3 separate regions of the Zea mays genome follow, and all the other regions are linked to region 2. Evidence: chromatin contacts called from public Hi-C data. All regions are on one chromosome and are shown on one strand. The core of a region is the stretch at or near the end of the contact, and the rest is flanking DNA. Distances in the headings are between cores, read along the strand shown.

Region 1 (5,010 bases), core at 1,824-4,323, 530 kb before region 2:
TGATCCCTTGAAAAAAGCATCTGACCATCGCTCAGGTTTGATCTCCAAGAGCCAATCAGCAAGCTTGTCAGAACCACTTTTGATGAGCTCAATATACTGATTGAACTCATCAGCTGTGCATGAATTTATGGCCTTCTTAAGATGCTCAACCATCGAATCTTTTAGTTCCTCAGTCCATGCATCATCCAGTTGCATCTTAAATTCTTCAATAAGAGACTCCACACAGTAGCCATGATGACACTCTTGGAAAACTGAAGATAATACATCCCAAAGTCCATGTTCTCCATTCGATATGAATGTGATGGTTCGAGATGTGCCAAGTGAAGATTTTAGTTGCTCAAGAAACCAATGCCAATTTTCACGCGACTCGTCATCCACAACACCAAAAGCAACTGGAAACACATCACCTTCACCATCAACTGAAGCAGCAGCCAGTAGCTTCCAGTGCTTATTCGGCTTTGCAGTTATCGCTTCAAGAAAAAGGAGCGGCCTGCACCCATGCTCAAAACCATGGAGCGATGCATGGAATGCAACAAAAAAACGAAACTTTGAATCTTCCAAGGCCACTACAGTTGCCACACTTCCAGGGTTTGTCTCTACAATCCTTTCACAAAACCAAGGCAACTGACTGCAGGCCTCTTCGTGTGTACTATAAAGTTCCTTCTGAGCAATTGATCTTCCACGCCAAGCCTGTGAATAGTTCAGGCATAGTCCATACTCTCGTTGAAGATCATTTGCAATATCTCTTGGCCTGTAGTTTGGACTATCACGCAACTTTTCTTTTATGACACTAGCAACCCATCGTTGAGAAGCCAACCGATTGCTTTTGACTGTTTCAGATTCACAGGTGTGGCTTTCAGATATTTTCTTGACCATAAATTCTTTCTTTGCAGGGGACTTAGAAGCATGTATTCGCCATGGGCAACCTTCACCAGTACATTCAGCAGTCACACGAGATGAGTCATTCTTGATAAATCTATAATGGAATCTATGTGCAATGGCATACTTATGTAAGGCATCACGGAAATCCTTAGGTCCTTCAAACACTTGGCCAACTCCAGTTATCACATTCTTCCAACTTGCACAAACCTTTTGTCTCTTAGACCCATCCTGAGTTGTTGGGACAATCGCAAAGGCATCTGTGGGAGTGTCCAAGACAGCAACAATGTTCTTTGATCTGAAAAAAAAATGCCGCGTGTCATTCTGCAATTTACTAATGTGACCACAAGAAATTAGGACAGTAGACAAGTACCTGTTGTCAGCTTTCTTCATGACATAAATGTATGTCGAATCTGACTCCGCATGGAATTCAACCATGCGTCGTAGGTCCTTGTCATTGGAAATAGAGATCAAAGTTTTATCATTCTTTGGAAGGAAATACTTGAATGCAAACTGGTCAAGCTTCAGATTGTTAAGTGTTGACGATATCTCTTGCTTAAATGCACTAAAAGTCCAGTCACTTTGAACATGCATAGCATGTGCCTCTCCACCAGAATATGACATGTGTCCATCTTCATCGGTGTTGAATTCTCCACCTATTTGAAGAACAGCTAATATTTGTCCCTTCCCCATAAGTGTCTCCTTCCTACAAAGGGACAACAAGTTCAAGAATTAGGCTACTAACTGATTTCTTTGAGACACTCCATGTGTGTCTATTACACAAGGAAAAAGACAAATTCTGTAAAGGGGTAAATTAAATCAACTCAAACGAATGGAGGTGTAAAATGAACTAAAAACACTGTGGGGGGCTATGTGAAGTTGTGAACATTGTCCATAGGTGAGGGGAGTAATTTGTACTTTTTCCATTAATAATTTTAAAGTGATAACAAACATCTCCAATGGTTAAATGCAATGTTTAATAACAACCCAAACATCAGTAGTTCAGCAGTTCAGCTTCATAAATAGTTGTAGAAATATAGGATTTCATGTGCAAACAGAAGGTACTGCCCCTATGGAAATGACTAGATATCTAAGGTGTGATTGGTTTCATGCATGCAGTCAGAACAGGCTGGTTGGATGCAGCATGCAGGAGGTAGATGTTTGGTTCGACGGACGTCCACATGGGCAAGGATTTGTGGGTGCAAATTAGGCCAAGAAATGAAATGGGATTTTGTTTCTGGGGAGCCTAGCTCACGCAGTGCACGTCACATGTCTGCTGCTCTCTTGGCGCCTGCACAAGGCGAGTAGGGAGAGACCAACCAATCAAGCTATGCGATGAGATGGTATGGATGGAAACATGAACCAAAGAAGGTGCTCCTACATGCAGAGACCCTGGCTGCCACATGTCAGCCTGGCTACCTAGAAAGTAGAAACCAGAACTAATCACGCCCCTAGTGAGCGGACTGAATGGCAAAACTAGTAACTGGAGGATTCCAGGCTTTCCTCTGCCACAAGCAAACTTGAAATAAACTCGGTGTGGGAATAATAGCGATGTTTTGATTCATGTGCATTTTAAACATATCTTCCAGGATGAAATACAAGTGAAGAATTGAACTTGTTGCTTCTTTTCTCAAGGAGGCGCTCAGTGTACCATGATACATTACTTTGAGAAAGCAAGCGGCAGATAAGCGGGCACAGAAAAACCTAATCGAAGTTCTGGTTTTCAGTAGTACGGATCCGTGTGGCCGACTAGGATTAATGAAGCCGAATTCAAGAAGTCACGGACAAACCCCAGGAAGCACTTGACTCCCACAGAACAGGTGTATCGATTACCTGGGTCGCGGCGGGATCTGCTGGTCGAAAGCGCGGGGATCCTACCCTCTGGTGTCAGCGGCACGAAGGGAGGACACCCGGCAGCGGAACCGGCGGTAGGCGCCAAGCGTAGGCTCAACTACGACGAGAAGCTGCTCGACGCGCGCGAGCGGTGGGGGCGTGGCCAGCAACGGGGCTCCCGGTTCCGGCCGCCGCTGGTCTGACTCGGGGATAAGGCGGTCATGTGCCCGGGTGCGGCTTCCGATCTAGGGTTTGCGTGCGGGGTCCACGCGTCACACGCATCCCGCATTCCCCAATCCCCATCTCATCTCTCTCTTCTTTATCTATACTATTTGTACTGTCTATTAAGTCAATAATGTACACGGTTATTGTGCCTCCGTTAGGTTTAAAAACGGACGGATCAAATCCCACCCGACCTGTGGGGACAGATATCCCCGGGTCCACTAGAAGGCGAAAGGCCCTCGCGTGGGGCATCGGGCCAGTTACCTCGCAAGGCCATCCCTTCATGGGCAGGACAAAAACTACTAGCGTAATGGGCCGACATGAGAAGGTGACAGACACAGACTCAAGCTCAGGCATCCCGTCAAATCATGTGTTATCCAAAGATACCGTCCGACTTTCCCACGCGTGGCGCCCACAAATGTCGGCGCGGATTAGGGATGAATCGGCGATGTTTTCGGAAGAACAGTTCAGTCGGTTCACTATTATTTAGGAAATATGTGATCATGATGTAAGTATGGAGTGCCCTACGGTCGTGTATATAAGGCGCAGAGGGTACCACATCATTTTCATTCCCATCTACCTATCTCATTAGCTTCTCTCCATCCAGGAGACATCGCTTGTAACCCACCACATATAGATCCACACCAGGAAGTAGGGTATTACGCCTCTCCAAGCGGCCCGAATCTGCAGAAAATTGTTTGTCTCTCTCTTTCGTGCATCCAGCAAGAACCATTGAGTTACACTCAACAGCACTTTCCTACCCAAAAGCACCACAAGGGTAACCCTAGGTGTGTGGTCGGGCTCTAAACACCGACAGCTGGCGCGCCGGGTAGGGGGGTGTCGTTGATCCAAGCTAGCTCAATGGCCATCACCTCCAAGTGCAAGATCGCCCTTCGTCCCGAGACTATGTTCTGCTTTGGAACCATCTCATCCGTAGTAGATGAAGAGGAAACTCTGCACCGCATAGCAGATCCGCCGGAGAAGAAGCTTTCCTCGGAAATCCCGAGGAGAGCCAGAGCAGAATAGCGGGTGGTGCCACCACCCACATCTCAAGCGAAGATGACCTCTTACAAACCGAAGGCCGGAGCTCACCTACCCGAAAAACTCTGATGTCCACCTCGCCCACAAAGGAGTGGACACGGATCACTCGAAAGAAGGAAGCAAACATTCTGAGTTAGGGGACGAGAGCACGCTGAGCCGTCTTTCCGACACCTTCACCCTCAAAGGAGGACGGAAAGAAGAGCGCCATCGCGACGACTCCTTTCTACCCCGACGTCCTCTTCATCGGGGGAGATTAGAGTCATCACCCATCTCCGACGATGAGTCTACCATGCAAGGGGAAGAACCTACCCAGCGTGAAGCACGACAACGGAGGAACAGACGCCGGAACGTGCGACGACATTACGAAGCTAAGGAACGGGATCCAGCGCAGCCCGTATCCCGGGACGAAGCCTCAGAAGTAGGAGAATCTCCCAACGAGCGAGTACACCGGGAAAGGCGAAACTCTTGCCGCTGCGATCGTCGACAAGCTCAGGACCGAGAACGAGAGCAAGCCGAGCAAGGTGCAAGGCTGCGCCGAGAGAACCCTCTCTTTGCTCGGAACCTATACTCTGACTTCGCCCGTGCAATGGACACGCCGAGTGAAGTCGGAGGACTGCTGGCCTAGATAGCTGACGGCCTCCCGCGAACCCCACACGCGGAAGGCTACCGGCGGCTGCTTACTCGAACAGCTAATCACCTTCTGCCCATCGCTCATCCCCCGAGCGACCTACTCCACGCCATCAACAGTCGACGAGACGCGCGGAGCTCCATCAACGCTTCGCACGACCGACGGCACAAAAGTGAAATAAGGCGCCGGGAGGAGTATGACCGGGATCACGGCGTCCCGGCACGCAGTCGCGCCACCCGAGCTGAGTCGGCTGCAGCCTCGACTAGTGGCCTGTTCCGGGGACGGTTGAGACGATACACTACTGACTCCCCTCCCCGGGACCGACCTCACGAACGCCGACAGGAAGACACGTGCGGAGTCTCCGCGCTTACTCCACGTCTCCGGGCCATCCAGTGGCCCAACAACTT
Region 2 (4,563 bases), core at 1,720-4,219:
AAAAGAAGAAACGAAAAGAAAACCATGTGTGGCTTCTTCAGAAGGAACCCAGTAAAAACAGTGTGCTTGAAGCAATAGCACGCAGACACACTCTCAACATTATATTTGAGCATCAGACCAAAATCACTACAGCAGAAACTGCAGCTTCATGGTTGCAATCAAGGGCACATCACAAACTTTTAATCTAGGAACAATTGGATCTATACCATTAAAAGATCCAAACTTTAGATATATACCATGGACCCCACATGTCATTGACTCATGTGGACCCACATGTAAGTGAGATAGTAATGGTATGGATCCAAAGTGGTGATCTTTTAATGGTATGGATCCAAATTTCCCTTTAATCTAAATGAAAAAAGATATGAAGAATCTTATAACCAAAAAAAAACTACCAGTTAGTAACCCAATGAGCCTATGCACAAAACCGAAGGCGCCCTTCAGAAGCTGGATAAACAGTAGTGCACCTCAAGCTCATCCCATGGAGACTTTAGCACCACCACTCAAGCCCAAATCGTTGTGCATGCACAGCTCAGAAAGACAAGCGAGCAGGATGGACGATTCTACTGTAGCATGATTAAAAACAGCATCAGCACTTCAGCTTCAGCAGCATTCGTCAATATTGCATATGCATGGTGGCTGGCGCACTGGCTGGCTGCGCAGTGCACCGTGTTTTGGATACGAACAGCAGCAGAATACGAACAACGGTTGGACCTGCAGACCTGGGCGGTTGCGCACTGGCGGCTCGCTGGAGCAGGCGCACTGCGCACTGGGCGGTTGCGCCTGGACTGCACACTGGCGGCGGCTGTAGGTGGAGGGAGGACCGGAGGAGGGAGGAGGGGGGCGGCGGCGTACCTGGAGGGCGGAGGACGGCCGACGGCGGCAGCGTCTGGCTCTGGCGGCTCCGCGGCTGGTAGTTTGGCGGCTGGAGCAAGCTTGCTGGTTAAAGGCCCATTAAGGCCCAACAACTCATAGACGCATAGAACGTCCGCAGAACGGATAAAACATACAAACGCGCGTTCCGACGTTTAAACGTCGCTTAAACGTCCAAAACGGATGTTCTATACAGTTTTTTTTTTAAACGTACGGACGCTTTAACTCCTAATCACGTTTTAGCGCTTAAACGACGCTTAATCGTCGTTTAAACGACGCTTTAATAACCATGAGGCCAACTTCACATGAAGGTCACCAAAATAATGATAAGAAGGCGCCGCAAGCAGACTGCTGATGCTGAGTGATGAGTAGCACTGAGTAAATTGTTGATGCTGAGTGATATAAGCACTGAGTAAATTTTAAGATAGCATCTATGTTATGCCTTATTGTCAACCCTAAATAGCATATTAGAGAAGAACAATCTCATATTCTAACAAGATTGTTTTTGTCCAGTATTTCGAGATATCCATTGTGAACATTGTGCGACATGCTAGTTACATAACATACAAAAGACAATCATGATCAAAATCAAGTGCACCATTTGCATGAACTACTTAAAATTTGTAAACAATAATCAACTGCTAAACAGTCTTGGCATACTTCACTTGATAAGTTACTTTTCAAAGCACATCAAAACTGGTTCACGCCAATGGACTGGGATGACTAAATTGAGTTCCCAAGCACAGAAAACAAGCATTTACAATGTTGATTCTGTAATTACGTTGAATGCCAAACAAAGTATTAGCCCAGCAGTACAAATATGGTAGTAACTATACCCTCTGAAAAGCAAGGAAGAATTTGATTGAAACAAGATGTATGTACAAATTGTTAAGATAATTGTTCTTACCATTCAACTCTCGAGCACAAAAGCTAAATCCTGAAAAAATCAAGATCATAGAAGTATAATTCTACTGGCATGTAAACATCCTAGCGCCAATTCAATGAGTGAGGTTTCTAACTTCCGTGGAATGATGGAATTGCATCCAAGACATAGCACCAATCAGCCCTAGCTCAAACCTGCATCGGTGCACCCAACTGTGGTGTTGAACCACCAGCAGAATGGCGCCTCGTCCTCCGCTTCTCATACTCAGGGTCATCAGTAGGCAGCTCATACCGGCACACCGGGCACGTGTTCCGGATGGCAAGCCATGGACCAATGCACGCCCCGTGGTAGAAATGCCCACACGGCAGCCCAGTGGTGAGCTCCCCCTGTTCCATCCCTTCCTTGCAAACAGCGCACTCCTGCACAACCTCCTCGCCTCTGACGGCCACCACCTGGAGCCGCTCCACCACTGCAAGCGCCGCCGGCGGGGCGCCGCCCACTTCCACGACGTGCCCCGGCAGCACCTCGAACTCGTCCTCGTCCAGAGGCACCGGGAGCAGCTCCCACCCGACACCGCTCCGGAAGATGCCTTCAAGCTCCGTGTCGCCATCGCCGAAGTCAAACGGAGGCTCATCGGAGAAGATCGAGTCGTCGTCACCGCTGTCGATGCCCTCCATCACGCCCAGCATCTCCCGCTCGTCGAGGAACCCGAACACGTCGGCGTCGGCATCGGCGTCTCCTTCTAGTCCTTGTCCTCCCCCTCCGGCGCCGCCAGCGCCACCGCCGACGCCGAGGGCAGCGTCCGCGATCTCCTCCCACTCGAAGCTAGCGGCGTCATCGAGGCAGCCCCAGAAGGGCGGGGAGCAGGTCAGCGAGGGAGAGAGGTGGCGGAGGTCGGGGTCGGAGTCGAAGGAGATTGGGGACCCCGGGATGTGGGTTAGGGTTTCGGGATCAAACCCCGCGGAAAAGACGTCGCGTGGGCAGGCGAGATCCAACTCGATGGACTCGGAGAAGGAGACGTAGGAGAGGTCTCCGAAACCATCGTCCCCGACGTCGAGAAAGAGCTCGTCGCCGAAGTCCGCCATAGAAGGCGGCGGCACCCGGTTGTGGGGATGGGATTGGATGGGGTGGCGGTGGACTGGTGGTGCGTCCCGTCCGTTGCCGTGTGAGGCGCGGGCGTGGCGTCCCCGTCTCGTGTGTTGGTGTTGGATTTGGCCATTCCTCGCACCAGAAGACGCCTTCCTAAAGCGTTTACGTAAACTTTAAATACGCCTTCCAGTACCGTTTGCATTCACATGAACAAGTCAAATCGTCCGTCACATGCTCCCATCATGGGCCACCCGACCAACCCGACTCAATCCATCCGAAAAAATCTGACCCAACCCGATTCGACCAATGCAACGGGCTAGCATTCGCGCTTCCAATCCACACGTGAGAACTTAGAAAGCTCAACTGGGCTCAAGCACACTTTCGCAGACTGATCTGCTTAGACTTCGGGTGTTGGGGCTTAAAGGGAAACCACACAAAGCTCTGGTGATCCACTCTATTCTATAGTAACCTCCACCTTCTGGATGGATTCAAGTTAATACAGATAGATGCTCGAGAGGTCAGCCAAGACCGGAGGAATCTTTTGAAACTACACAGTGTACATAGATGCTTTGCGCTTTGGTTGGGTAGCGAATTCGCATATCAGGCTGTCGGCGTTTCGACCCCGGGGGTCTCTGGACCGACGAGTAAAATTGTCGCTGCGTGTCCTAGCCCAGATAGGTTGGCACGAGATGAAACACAAGGGGAGAAACGCGGCTCGTGTTATCCTGCGCCAGGGGGATGCGCTTGCAGTAGGGGTTACAAGCGTTCGCGAGAGAGAGGGTGAGCCTGCTCGTCGGCTCGTTCTCCCGCGCGACCCTCCCGCATGGAGGCCCTGGACCTTCCTTTTATAGATGCAAGGAGAGGGTCCAGGTGTACAATGGGGGTGTAGCTATGCGCTAACGTGCCCGGCAAAGAGGTGCATGAGCCCTGTGTACATGCCAACGTGGCTGTCGGAGGGGCGCTAAAGCCCTTTGTACGCGGTAACGTGGTCGTCGGAGGAGCGCTCGAGTCTTGTAGAAGCACAGCTGTCGGGGCTGCTGGGACCTTGCTGACGTCTCTTTGCTTCCGTAGGGGGTTGAGAACCGTCGTCGTCACGGACGCACGCGGGGAGCCATCATTACTCGATTACCGGGGCGAGCCAGATGGGACGCCGGTCTTGTTCCCCGTAGCCTGAGCTAGCTAGGGGTAGGGTAATGATGTATCCCCCATGGTGCGGTTGGTCCGAGCCCAAGATCGGGCGAGGCGGAGACTCCTCCTGAGGCCGAGGCCGGGGTCGAGCGAGGACGTGATTCTTCCCGAGGTCGAGGTAGAGGCCGAGCCCTGGGTCGGGCGAGGCGGAGACCACCTTCCGAGGTCGAGGTTGAGGCCGAGCCCTGGGGTCGGGCGAGGCGGAGTCCTCCTTCCGAGGCCGAGGTTGAGGGCGAGCCCTGTGGTCGGGCGAGGCGAAGACCATCTTTCGAGGCCGAGGCGGGGGCCGAGCCCTGGGGTCGGGCGAGGTGGAGACCTCCTCCTGAGGTCGAGGCCCAAGGTCGGGCGAGGCGGAGTTTCTTGTTGCGCCTGAGGCTGAGCTTAGCTGTTGTTAGCCTCACCCTGGCGGGTGGCACAGCAGTCGGAGAGGGGCGAGCGACGCTGTTTTCCTGTCAGGTCGGTCAGTGGAAGGACGAAGTGATTGCGGTCACTTCGACCTTGCCGACTGAGGCACGTGTGTCAGGATAAGG
Region 3 (4,287 bases), core at 670-3,169, 930 kb before region 2:
AGACCTTGACAAATGTGAACTTCTTTCAGCACAGGTGGCCCTTTTCCCAGGTTCCTGAATCTTACAACGTGGTACCATCTTTCTGCCATCCCACTTTCATATACTAAAACATAACATCAATTTGGGTAGCATATCTTACTTGAGAACCATTTTCCTTCCACTTTGACGAGTAGTTCAGTTTAAGACTGCTACCTACTATACCTTGAAACAAGTAAGTAGTTCCATGTATTGTAGCATGAATGCTGACCAAAAGTTCGATTTTGCTACACATAGAAACTGTCAGTATACATCACTACTAAAAGATCCATCATCTTTGATGATCTGTTCCTGTTCCTGGTCCCGGTTAAACAATTAAAGACCTTCCAGGATTAACTGTATACTACACCACATCTTTTGATTAAACAGAGAGATAACTCGAGGTGATTGTGTTCAACAGTTCACACCCTGCCATTACAACTTCTGCGAACCAAATTGTTCAGTTACATGGCATCTGATTTGACCACCTTTTCCTATGAGAAACTCCAAATACCACAAATCCACTCTTGCACACATCTCACAGTTAAGAAGTCGCTGAAACCAAGTCCGGAACACAATTGTATGATTGCATCAGGAAACTTTAAGGTGGACCCTGATGCATTTAACTAACAACTTGAATCGATGAACAGTACCTATAAAGCTACAAAGACAAATCTAGACTCAACAAATACAAAATCAATAGGAGGGCGATGATTGGATCCTTACACTTATGATGTTCCTTCTCCATGGACAGCTCCAGCCCGGAAACTGCAGAGAACACTGCAACAGCAGAGCAGCATGTCAGAATCAGAACTACACAGCACAGCAACACAGCCCAAACAAGTCGAGAGCAGCGGAGCCCATCAGCCATCAGGCAAGGCGAAAGGCGTTCGTTGACTCACTCACCGGAGATGGCCGGCGTGAGCACACCGTCGCCGATCACCATGCAGGTGCCCACCAGCGCCAGCACGAGCAGCACACGCTGCAGCACCTTGTGCCGCTCCAGCAGCCTCCTGACGCTGGCAGCAGCGCCCCCGCCCAGCGTCACTGCATTGCCGTTCTGCGCCGTAGCCTTCTTGGTGCCACCGTCGGCTCCGTCCAAGAACTGGTCCTCGTCCCCGGCGGCGGTTCGTCCTGGCGGGAGGAGCGCGGCGCGCGCGTGGCGGCAGAGGAGGGAGTAGAGCGCGAAGGTGCCTCCTTCGCCGTGGTCGTCGGCGCGGAGGACGACGCAGACGTACTTGAGGAGCGGGACGAGCGTGAGCGTCCAGAAGACGAAGGAGAGCACGCCGAGGATCTCCTCGTTGCTCTCCGTGTGCTGGATGTCCTCCGCGAACGCCGCCTTGTACACGTACAGCGGCGACGTGCTGAGGTCGCCGTAAACCACGCCAAGGCTCTGGTACGCCAGGCTCAGCGTCATCCGCCATGGCACCCCGTTCCGTCCTCCCCGCTTCTCCTCCTGCGGGCACAGCACAGCCACACAAACAAAAGAAATCAGCACATTTCAGGACCGGAACCCTCCAAGATCGCAAGAAAACCGACGGACAAGGGCATTCTGAGATTCAGGAGCCACGGCGACGGCGAACAAGAGCCGCCCGACAAGATTGGACCTTCGAAACACCAGGCAACCCCGGTCCACCATACCTCGTCATCGGGAGGAGTGCCCGGCAGCGGCGGCGATGGCGGCGCCTCGGGATCCATGACAGGAGGGCTCTTCATCGCGGCCTCCACCGCCCGGTAACTCCGGTCTGCTCTTGTAACCGAAGAGAAGAAGAGAGACACTTGAGGACTAGTGGGGAAGTTGGGATTAGGTGAAGGTGACGGCGTCGCACAGCGGCCTCACCCCGGTTCTTGGTTTCTCGGGCGTTAGGAATTTGAGCAGGAGGCGTGACAGGATGTGATTCGGTGAGTATATTTGAAGGCCCTGAGGTTTTTAAGGTGGTCAAAGCAACAAAACAGGGGCAAGCTACATTGGCGTGAGGGACAACCAGAAACCGCAGGGGCCAGGCCGCCAGGGGACGGAGGAAGCGGAAGGAAGGAGACGAGAAGTGGAGAACGCGGGAGAGAGAAATAGAGAATATAGGGGTGGCGAGTGGGACACAAAGGGCTAGTCCAAAAACCGGAGATAATTAGAGAGAATAAAATCTCTTTTTTAAGGTTAGTTTGACCATTTTATTTTTCTAAAGAATTTTTATTTTTAAAAATAAATTAGTTTATTTTTATTTTTAAAAATAAATTAGTTTATTTTTATTTTAATAAAATAAAAATCTCTTAAAAATAGGATTATCAAATTAGTTTTTATTTAAAATTAAATAAGCAGTAGATTTTAGCATCACCAATCTCGTTTGATTCTCTAGCTTCCCAACTACTCCGAAGAGAAGAGACGAAGGGATCATAAAAAAGAAGCGGAGAAAGTGGCGCTTTTCCCTTTTGCCAAAGGGCGTGTCTGGTTGCTTGGTGTGGCCCTCACGTCCTTATGCCAGAAGTCTTCTAAAATCTTACTCTGGTCTAATGAAAACTATTTAGATTTTCTCTTCTAAACTTTCAAGCTCTAATAATTATAAAGTGATTCTATCTCTAAAAGTTTTAAAGCACTTTAGTTTAGTTTTTAAGCTCTCTAATATAAGATAGACTAAAAATAAGAGGAAAATTTAGAGTTTAATGGGTACTAATTTTTAGTCCCTCTACTTTATTATATTTTTATCTTTAAATTGCCAAATAAGTAAACTAAAACTCTATTTTAATTTTCATATTTAGCAATTTAGGAACTAAAATATAATAAAATGTAGAGGTTAAAAATTAGTCCTTATAAACCAAACATCCCCTTAGATTGTTTGTATAGAGCTTTAATTAAAAACTTAAGTTTCGATTAGATAATATAAACAGACTTTAAATTACCATTTATCGGGCTATTTGCATAAAATTGGTTTCTATATCTTTTTGCTCTCTGATAGTTTTATATATCTTATTGTACTTTTCGTGTACTTTAGAGGATCATTTTTTTATTCTTGACAGGCACAGATCTGAAATAAAAGGCCAGTATATTTCGATAACCAAATAAAACTGTTAGAGAATATTTTTTTCACACAAATCTCTATTCATATCAATTATTCAAAAAGGATATAAAGAGTGGCTTGTAGTTGCTCTCATCTCTATCATTGCAAATACTGGATACCCCATCCTATACGTTATTATAGGTAACATTTATTATCTAAAACAGATGATAGCACCTTTAGATATAATATACAAAATAATAAAGAAGTGAAAATTATATAGTCAAGAAAAACCGTTTTTGTTGTTAATAAATTTCTACTCTTATAAAGCACCAGTTTTTCTGGTTTCCATTGCCTTCTATTTTATAAAAAATTTCTTATAGCGAATCAAATAGTAGGCCACTGATCATTAATAGCTCCAGGATCATTATAGAATATATAAAATGAGTAATAATCTTTTGTACGATTATCTAGTCATATTAAAGAATCAAACAGTTTTACTAAAGTTATATATGAAAAAAATGTGGGTCATGTCTTTTAAGTAAATTCTTTGTCCGCCAGTGTATGGAAGTTGGTCTATTCCTTTTTGAATTCGATATGGATCTATATATTTGAGTGGTGTTAAATGATAGTTGTAGCTTTCACATGACATGTATCGTTAAACGCAATAATGCATGGTGGAGATTTAGACAATTTTGTTTATTGCTAGAAGCTTCATGTGGGGCAGACGTTTCCACGGTAGATTATACTACCTTTAAAGTACATCGGCATGCGATCATTTTGCTATTAGTGCATCACAGTACGATTGGAACCTGTTATTTTATCATCAAAGGCGATGTTGCTCCGAGACACAGAGCATCCTATAGTTTGTTAAAAAAAATACTATTCTGACCAAATACTTCAATAGAAGAGATTTCCGAAAGAAAAAACCTGTAATATAGAAAGGGTTCTATGTAAAAAAAAGGTAAAAAACACCATAAAATTAAACTTTGCTTGATATTTCAATCTAGCAAGCATGTGTGAAAATTCCGTATCATTTCATTTATTCTCTTGATTTAACATGTTATTGTCTTATTAGGAATACATGTTTTAAGACGACATATTTTACTATTACTTATAGTCATCATATTATCATTGTTAGAAGAAAACGGTTGAGCAAAGCACGTTTTTCATGTAAATACCGTATAATTAAAATATAATTTTTTAAAAAAAACTTCAAAAATCTATAGAAGCAAGTTTTTCATAGAAATATTGTATAATTAAAGTATCAATTTTTAAAAAA

What was found. Hi-C and Micro-C count contacts between places; a contact is called where the count stands out from the background.
Region 1: a contact with region 2 is called in a Hi-C map of leaf, with 6 times the contacts expected there. The contact joins the promoter of LOC103638764 here to the promoter of LOC100284102 in region 2. A contact is called at or near these places in 2 of 25 Hi-C or Micro-C datasets (ear and leaf).
Region 3: a Hi-C map of ear shows a contact between it and region 2, with 2.2 times the contacts expected there. The contact joins the promoter of LOC100281081 here to the promoter of LOC100284102 in region 2. A contact is called at or near these places in 2 of 25 Hi-C or Micro-C datasets (bundle sheath and ear).

What each region holds. Positions count from the first base shown.
Region 1 is chr9:103,576,407-103,581,416 of Zm-B73-REFERENCE-NAM-5.0, reverse strand. LOC103638764 reads right to left here and starts at 3,073. Exons shown (of 3, transcript XM_008661583.4): 1 at 2,713-3,073; 2 at 1,253-1,585; 3 at 1-1,177. The coding sequence starts at 1,572.
Region 2 is chr9:103,049,731-103,054,293 of Zm-B73-REFERENCE-NAM-5.0, reverse strand. It overlaps LOC100284102, which reads right to left and starts at 2,969. Exons shown (of 1, transcript NM_001157000.2): 1 at 1,714-2,969. The coding sequence starts at 2,841. The coding sequence ends at 1,945.
Region 3 is chr9:103,978,880-103,983,166 of Zm-B73-REFERENCE-NAM-5.0, reverse strand. LOC100281081 (potassium transporter 10) reads right to left here and starts at 1,919. Exons shown (of 9, transcript NM_001154000.2): 1 at 1,657-1,919; 2 at 922-1,471; 3 at 742-795. The coding sequence starts at 1,731.